2 separate regions of the Arachis hypogaea genome follow, and region 2 is linked to region 1. The links are chromatin contacts, called in public Hi-C maps. All regions are on one chromosome and are shown on one strand. The core of a region is the stretch at or near the end of the contact, and the rest is flanking DNA. Distances in the headings are between cores, read along the strand shown. Region 1 has its middle 10 kb from the start of LOC112779862. Region 2 holds the start of LOC112776437 (peptidyl-prolyl cis-trans isomerase CYP21-4).

The links. Hi-C and Micro-C count contacts between places; a contact is called where the count stands out from the background.
Region 2: a contact with region 1 is called in a Hi-C map of leaf, with 3 times the contacts expected there. The contact joins the promoter of LOC112776437 here to the enhancer-like site in region 1. A contact is called at or near these places in 4 of 8 Hi-C or Micro-C datasets (leaf and an unstated tissue).

Annotation. Positions count from the first base shown.
Region 1 is chr19:143,667,757-143,671,607 of arahy.Tifrunner.gnm2.J5K5, forward strand. No RefSeq gene overlaps it. Among protein-coding and RNA genes, the nearest start is that of LOC112779862, 10 kb to the left of the region's middle. Within about 2 kb of position 2,580, at least 1 of the 3 cell types and tissues checked has open chromatin away from gene starts, as enhancers often do.
Region 2 is chr19:143,716,273-143,720,026 of arahy.Tifrunner.gnm2.J5K5, forward strand. It overlaps LOC112776437 (peptidyl-prolyl cis-trans isomerase CYP21-4), which reads left to right and starts at 1,691. Exons shown (of 8, transcript XM_025820599.3): 1 at 1,691-1,912; 2 at 2,408-2,591; 3 at 3,075-3,114; 4 at 3,320-3,370; 5 at 3,506-3,591. The coding sequence starts at 2,440.

The DNA of each region.
Region 1 (3,851 bases), core at 1,330-3,829:
TTCCTCTTCCTCCCCATCGCAGCCCACCCCCTACCCAACGCAACCCCCTCCCCCTCCCTCCCATCGCAACCCCCTTTTCTCTTCCTCCCCATCGCAGCCCTCTTCCTTCTCCCTTCCTCTCATATCATCTCATCTCATCTCATTTCTGCAATGAAGAAGAACAAAAATCTGATACCTCAAAATCACATCCCTTCACAGCATTCACAAACCAAAACGAGAATTTGAGAAGAAGAAGAAGAAAAAGAAGAAGAAGAAGGAATAATGGATCTAGCACTAGAGGAGCTGCAAGACGTTCTACCTCATAACCCTAACCCTAATTTTTCCTCTCTGATTCGCAATCCTCGCACACTCACTCTTCACACACCCATTTCTCACTCAGTTTCAGAACCCTTATCAGGACTCTTTCCAGGCTAACCATGAATGGACTCTTCTCCTCACAATCCAGTTCTGCTACCTTCTCTTCCTCTTCGCCTTCTCTCTCCTCTCCATCACCGCTGTCGTCTTCACCGTCGCTTCCCTCTACACCAACAAAGATGTCTCTTTTTTCTCCACCGTCTTCGCAATCTCCAAAGTCTTCAAGCGTTTTATTCATCACTTACCTCTGGGTCACGCTTTTGATGTTCATCTATAATTTTGTCTTCGTGATTTCCTTGGTTTTGCTTATTATAGCAATTGATATCCTTCTCTTCCTCTGCTGTTTTTTGCGGTTATTGTGAATGTGTTGGTCATTGTGAATCTGGATGTATGATCAAAAGAAAAGAAATTTGAGGGGTTTGTAACTGAATTTTTTTCTTCTTTTTCTATATGTGTCTTTATATGATTTGCGATGAGAGGAAGAGGGAAGGGGGCTGCGATGGAGAGGAAAAGGGAAGGGAGAGTGTGCGTTAGGGGGCTGTGATGGGGAGGAAGAGAAAAGGGGGTTGCGATGGAAGGGAGGGGGAGGGGGTTGCGTTGGGTAGAGGGTGGGCTGCAACGGGGAGGAAGAGGAAAGGGAAAAGGGAAGGGAGAGTGTGCGTTAGGGGGCTGCGATGGGGAGAAAGAGAAAAGGAGGTTGCAATGGGAGGGAGGAGGAGGGGGTTGCGTTGGGTAGGAGGTGGGCTGCGATGGGGAGGAAGAGGAAAGGGAGTCTGCGTTGGGGAAGGAGGAATTAGGGTTTGGGAGGTGGCTTGCCAGGTCACCAAAATACGGTGGCCATGTCAGCATTGTGCTTGCCGGAAATTTGTTCCGGCGAGCTCGGGGACACGCTTGTCAAATTTTAAAATCTTTTAGGGACTATTTTGTCAATAACAAAAGTCAGGTACCATTTTGTCAGCGCCAGAATCTTTCGGGTACCGATTTGGTAGTTACCTCTTAATGTTTAAGATTTACTTGTATCCCTTCTCATGTATTATGCACTATCATTATCAGTCTATCTATGGAGGCCTTAAATTCAAAAGAACAACAAAAACAAAGGGTAATTTTTTTTCTCTAAAGATTTGTAATTATATTATTTTGTAAAAAAAAATACATTATCCATTATAGAAACAAAACAAAAAAAAAGATTTTTTATTTTAATAAATACCAAATATAACAAAAGGAAATCGAACAGAAGAGATTGAGAATTTAAAAAAAAAATAAATACTCTACAACTTGAGTCATTTTTTGGTGAAATTTTTTTGTTATTTTCATAATTACTGTTTTCGCAACTTCTCACCTTTAAATACTTCCAAAATTTTTTATCTTTCACAATGCCCCATACAAAAATACAAAAAGGGTTATAAAAGATTGTCCTCTTCCAATGCCTCTACTTACTATTTGTCATAAATTCTATATTTTATACTATAACATTCACAAAAGAAGAAAAATACCAAATTTCAATAACGAGACCGCATTACACTAAGACGTGAAGAACTGTTTTGTTGTCATTTCTACATCTTGGGTACATTATTAAAGTATCTGAGAATCTCTAGTTGATCAAATTGAGTATAGATAATTTTTTACGGGTTGTTCTCTAAAGAAAATTTTTTACTTTGGATGGTAATTTTAACCTCAAATTGATTTCCAGAACGTTGAATTCGTCATCACTGTTGCTCAACTTGCACATGAAAAAATCACAAATCACCCAATATTTTGATGTCACATCGTACTACTTCCTCTTGTTCTAGGTCCATTCAAGTTTATCATCACCATCGTCGTTAAGTGGTAGAAAGAGAATTCACGAACTGATCTAAAAAAAACTGTTTTAACTAGCTTTTTATTCTATTTTCTATCCACTTTAAATAAATTATGTATTTAATTAATGTCTGTTGTTAGATTGTTGTTACTGAATTTAAAAAAATAATTTGAGGTAGTATAAATTACTAATTTAATTTTGATATACTATAAATATAAAATAATTTTATACATGCATTTAATTACATAATGCTATATTAATAAAAATAACTATATTTTATATTAATCGTATAAATAATCATTTAATAAAATAAATATAATTATATAACTATGTAAAATATTTTAACTGTGAGTGTATCAAAATTAATCTTATAAATCACATGGGTAACCGTAAGCAAGGAAAAGATCAAATGAAGCATAGAGCAAGTTAACATGATTTTCTAGTGTTGCTTTCGAAGTTAGTTAATTTGATATGGATTTGATAATGTATGCAACTATAAATGAATGCATGTTGAATCACATCACATCAAAAACTAAAAAGGTAGATGCATGCTAATAAAGGTGGATTGGGTTGGGTGCAGGTTGGCCCATATGACTTTGAGTTTACGTTGGCCCGGTAATAGTTAATCCACTGTCCACATGCACCTTTTGTCATCCTCCTATTTGTTCTCTGCTCTGGATTCATATAGTTATCTGTCACTTAAGTCTTAACCAAAAATAATTTTAAAAAACCAAATATTTTTTTTTCTCAAGCTAAACTGTAGCCATCCAATTCTATCGTCAGAAAATGATTATTTAACATAGTATAGGAAAAGTTTTAGGTATATCAAAAATATTAGTGTTCTAGTTATTTTAACTGTTAATCTGAATTATAAACAATATATATAATATATATTAATTAAAATTAACGATTAAAACAATTGAAACATCAATATTTTCAATATACCTGATAACTTTTCTATAGTATAAAACTTAATACAAAAAAAAAAAACCATAGTATAAAACTTTTGTTTCAAATATTTTCGATTCTTTAATTTATTAAATTTTATTTTTTTACCGCTTGAAAAAATTTTTTGTTTTATTTTTATTTGTTAATTTTTTCAGTTAGTTGGTTTTTTTGAGTAAAATATATTTTGCCTTTAAAATTTATTAAAATTTTTTATTTATATCAAATATATTTTATAATTTTTAAAAAAATTTAAAATTAATTTAATAATAATTTTATAAAAATAACTATAAACACAAGTACACTAAACTATTGTCATATATTATTGAATTAATTTTAATTATTTTAAAAATTTAGTTATGAGAGTATATTTGATATAAATTAAAAATTTTTAAAATAAAATTAAACTAAAATAAAATTTAAAAATATTTTAAATTTTTTTAACAAATTTTAATAATAAAAAATATAATTTAATTTTTTTTAATTCAAATAAAATTGATAATTAAAAATTATTAAATAATTTGACTAATTATAAAAAAAAAAACAATTTGACTAAATTTCACATTAATTTGACTGAAACTGAGTTCCATCTAATTGTCTAACTTTAATTTTATTCCAACAACCACGACTGTTCACAGTCACTGCCATCGTCCTTAACCCCAACTGCCGGAATTGCCATCAACCATGACCCATCACTGGCCTCCACCTCTAAATGTTACTGTGATCTAAAATCACCATACCTCACTACCAACAC
Region 2 (3,754 bases), core at 441-2,940, 48 kb after region 1:
GAAGTCTCTTTTAACTGCTCCTAACCATTTTTTTGTGCATTATTTAAGTTTCAAGTAGTTTGCATTCTAAGCCGATCATCTTCACTCTCTAAGGTAACATCTCAAATCAAAAAATGTATTTTACTAAAATAAAAAGTTATGAATTCAATACGATAAAAAATATTAAAAAAAAATTGTACTCAAACTTTTTTTATTGTTTTTTTAAATATAATATAGACAAGAGAAAGATTTACTAATTTTTTTAATATTGGATAAAGAAGTATAATTTACGTTAATACTGGGTTATTTTGATTAGATACGTTAATACAAGGGTAGTTAAGTGAAACTAAAATCGATCTTGCAAAAAAAATTATGACTCACGATTTTACAGAGGACAAAAATATAATTTTTTTCAAAAAGCAAATTGTTAGTGTAATACGAATTTACAGAGAAATTTTAACAATTTCATGCAGTATAAAAAGGAACAAATAAAACACAATTAACAATTTCTATTAATATAAAGAGACATGCTACACATACAAGTCTTTTTGACATACAAGTTTATACAAGTTAATCCTAATTTAATAAAATCTACTTTTTAATACAAGAAAAAAAATGAAGAGTTTTGAATTATATAGAACTTATCAATACACATATATAAAAAATTTTTAAACAATACAATATAAATGACTTGTATGGACTTATATGTGTAAATGACTTGTATGTAGAGAATAATCCTAATATAAAACTAGTTCTCGTATCTGTGCATTAGTATATTACACAATTTTATCACTATTTATCGGTATTACATCAATCTTATCATCATATTAAAAAAATTATGTACTTTTAAGCTAAAGAAGAATTTACTAGAAATAAAATAACTAAAATTGGAAGAACGAATACATTACATTTTTTCCAAGAATAATTAAAAAAATTAGGTAAACAATTTGACCTTAACAGATTTTTGAAAGTACATGTTATCATACAATAAAATTAATCTTTAGAATTCTCATGTCTTTATTATTATACTAGTATTTTTATCTATAATAATATTACGAGAATATAAATTTTTAAAAATTATATCAATTTTAATATTATAGATTATTATGACACAAAATTTATAATATTAAACTACTTTTATAAAAATATTGTACAGGACAAAAATTTTCGTTGACTAAAAAATCAGAATTTCTGTAAATAAAAAAATAATAAATAATAAATTTTTTAGTTATTATTTTTATATGAAAGAATTTAAAAATAATAATTTTTTTTCTATATATAAAAATATAATTATATATTAATATAAAAAAATTTATATTAATAATTATAAAATTAACTCAAATTTATTTTTTTAAAATAATTGAATTTTATTTTTAATTTTTAATCACAATATTAGTATTTTTTTAAATTATATGTAATAAATATTTAAAAAAATAAAAATATAAATTAAAAAGATAAACAGTAAAATTTTAAAATTAAATAAAAAATATACAAATAATAATATTTTTTATTTAAATTATATTAGGTATATTTTGATTGGAAAATTTTTAATTAGTTATTGATAATAATATATAAGAGAAATAAAGTGAGTGAATAAATGAGAGAAATAGAAAAAATAAAAGAGAAGTAGAGAGAATTTTTTAATATTAAAAAAATTTGATTTCAATTATAATGAGAAAGATATATAACACGTTATGGTTGTAAAAATAGTAATATATAATAAATTTAAAAAAAAAATAAAAAAAGAACACGACAACGCTGGAAAATCTTCCAAGTCTCTTAGCAAAGTTTTCCTCTCTCCCGTTCGCGTTTTCATCTTTGATTCGAAGCACAACCAACTCACACACAGAGACTCACGTTCAATCCGACGTCGTTTCTTTCCTTCCTTCTCTTCGATCCCCTCAGTGCCTGACCCTATTCCTCACTCTCTCAGGTTCCTCCTTTTTTATTTATTTTACTTCATTTCTTATTTTTTTTTTCGTAATTAAGCTTGTAATTTTCCAAAATCCATGATATGGCATATTTAGGGTCTAATAATTAACAGGTTCATGCTTATTTTCTTTGTATTTTCTCCCTTTTTTCAATAATTTATTTATTTATTTTGCTCAAATCATAGTGGTTGCAACTGTCTCTGCGTTAGTCTATTAGCATGTTGGATCTTAATCTCTATTCGATTTAGAGGAAAATTATTGTTATGCAAAGAGGTTAAACCTCGAGGACTTCATAGATGTTGAAAATATTCAAACTTTAAGTCATGGAGTTTGGTTTGATTGCTGTTTAGTTCTGTTGTTCAAGTTAACTGTAGATGTTGAATGAGTTGACTTCGATTCTTTGTTGTTGTAATCATATTCATCCTGGTTTTCGATTTATTTTGATTGGATTTTGTGTTTCTGATCCTTAATTTTATTGTCTTAACTGGAAATTCAAGGCACCTTTGGAAAACTGAAGAGTAAGTTAAAAATGGCAAGGATCAAGCCTCAGGCTCTTCTGCAACAAAGCAAAAGGAAGAAGGGGCCTTCTCGCATAAGTGCCACCACTATTGTGTTTTACATGTTGATTCTTGCCTTGATTGGGTTTTTCCTCTTCGCTACGTATAGATATTGGTCTAACAGGTTAGTAGAAGAATTTCTGTTTCTATCTCTGAAGACAGGTTCATAGGGTGGTGTGGGGACTGCTATGTCATATGTATTTGTTAAAAGTTGATACATAGCGAAGTTGAGATCTAGTTTTGCATCAGTCTTGTGACTGATGATGTTTAAATGCTTCTGTTATGAGATAGTGGGATGTCTGAAAATCTTACTTTGTTGCTAGAGGATTCATTTCACCAATGTCGTGATTGAACCCTCTACATATCTTTTGGTGATTGAACCTTTAGCTTAATTCTGATGTCACTCTAGTCTATGCTGTCTGTCTTAGGCAGTTTTGAAGTTTAATAGGTGCTTTCCACTTTCCATCAATCATTTTGAAGTGATTTTCTTTCTTAAGAAGACGAGTTTAAATGGAATAAGCTTTGGTAATAAGATTTTAGATAAGTCATTTCTCAGGGACGATGAGCATCATCTTTTACCTAACAATTCAATATTACTGTCATTCAGGTCAAGATTTCGATCACAGAATCAATTGGCAGTTTCAGAGGTACATCCTTAAATGCATCATTGGGAGGCGTTTTCAGAATTTCATTCCTTTTATATTTGCTTGTTACCTGATAATCTTGCCAACTGTATGTTCATTTCATTTGAATGCATACATTATTGTATTTGGGTTTTCCCATTGAGAATGTTAATACCTTTTGCTTTTATGGATAGAATCATTGTTTCTAATTTAAACTACCTGTTGGCAGCATGAAACTTCGTATGCAGACTCGAAGAAATCCGAGATACCTGGATATGCTGTAAGTTTTGTTCACCTAGCTGCAGTAATTCCTTTTATTTGTTTTTTTTTTTTTGGAACTATTTTTTAGTTAATTGAAATTCCCATATGAAACTGTTATCTCATAACTTGGCCTCCGTTTTCTTTGTGATTATAGGTTTTAGATACCTCTAAAGGCTCAATAATAGTAGAACTGAACAAGGATAATTCTCCTGAGGCTGTTGATGAATTCATTGACTTATGGTGAGTACTTGTTTTTCCTACGAAATTCATAATTTGAAGGCTGTTGAATGGTTTGGGGTTTGACTTTTGCAAACTTTTCTTTTCCTGTCATTCCCCTTGGTGGAGTGAAGAAAATTGGTATAGCATCTAATATCTATAGTATAATCTCACCTTATAGTGGTTT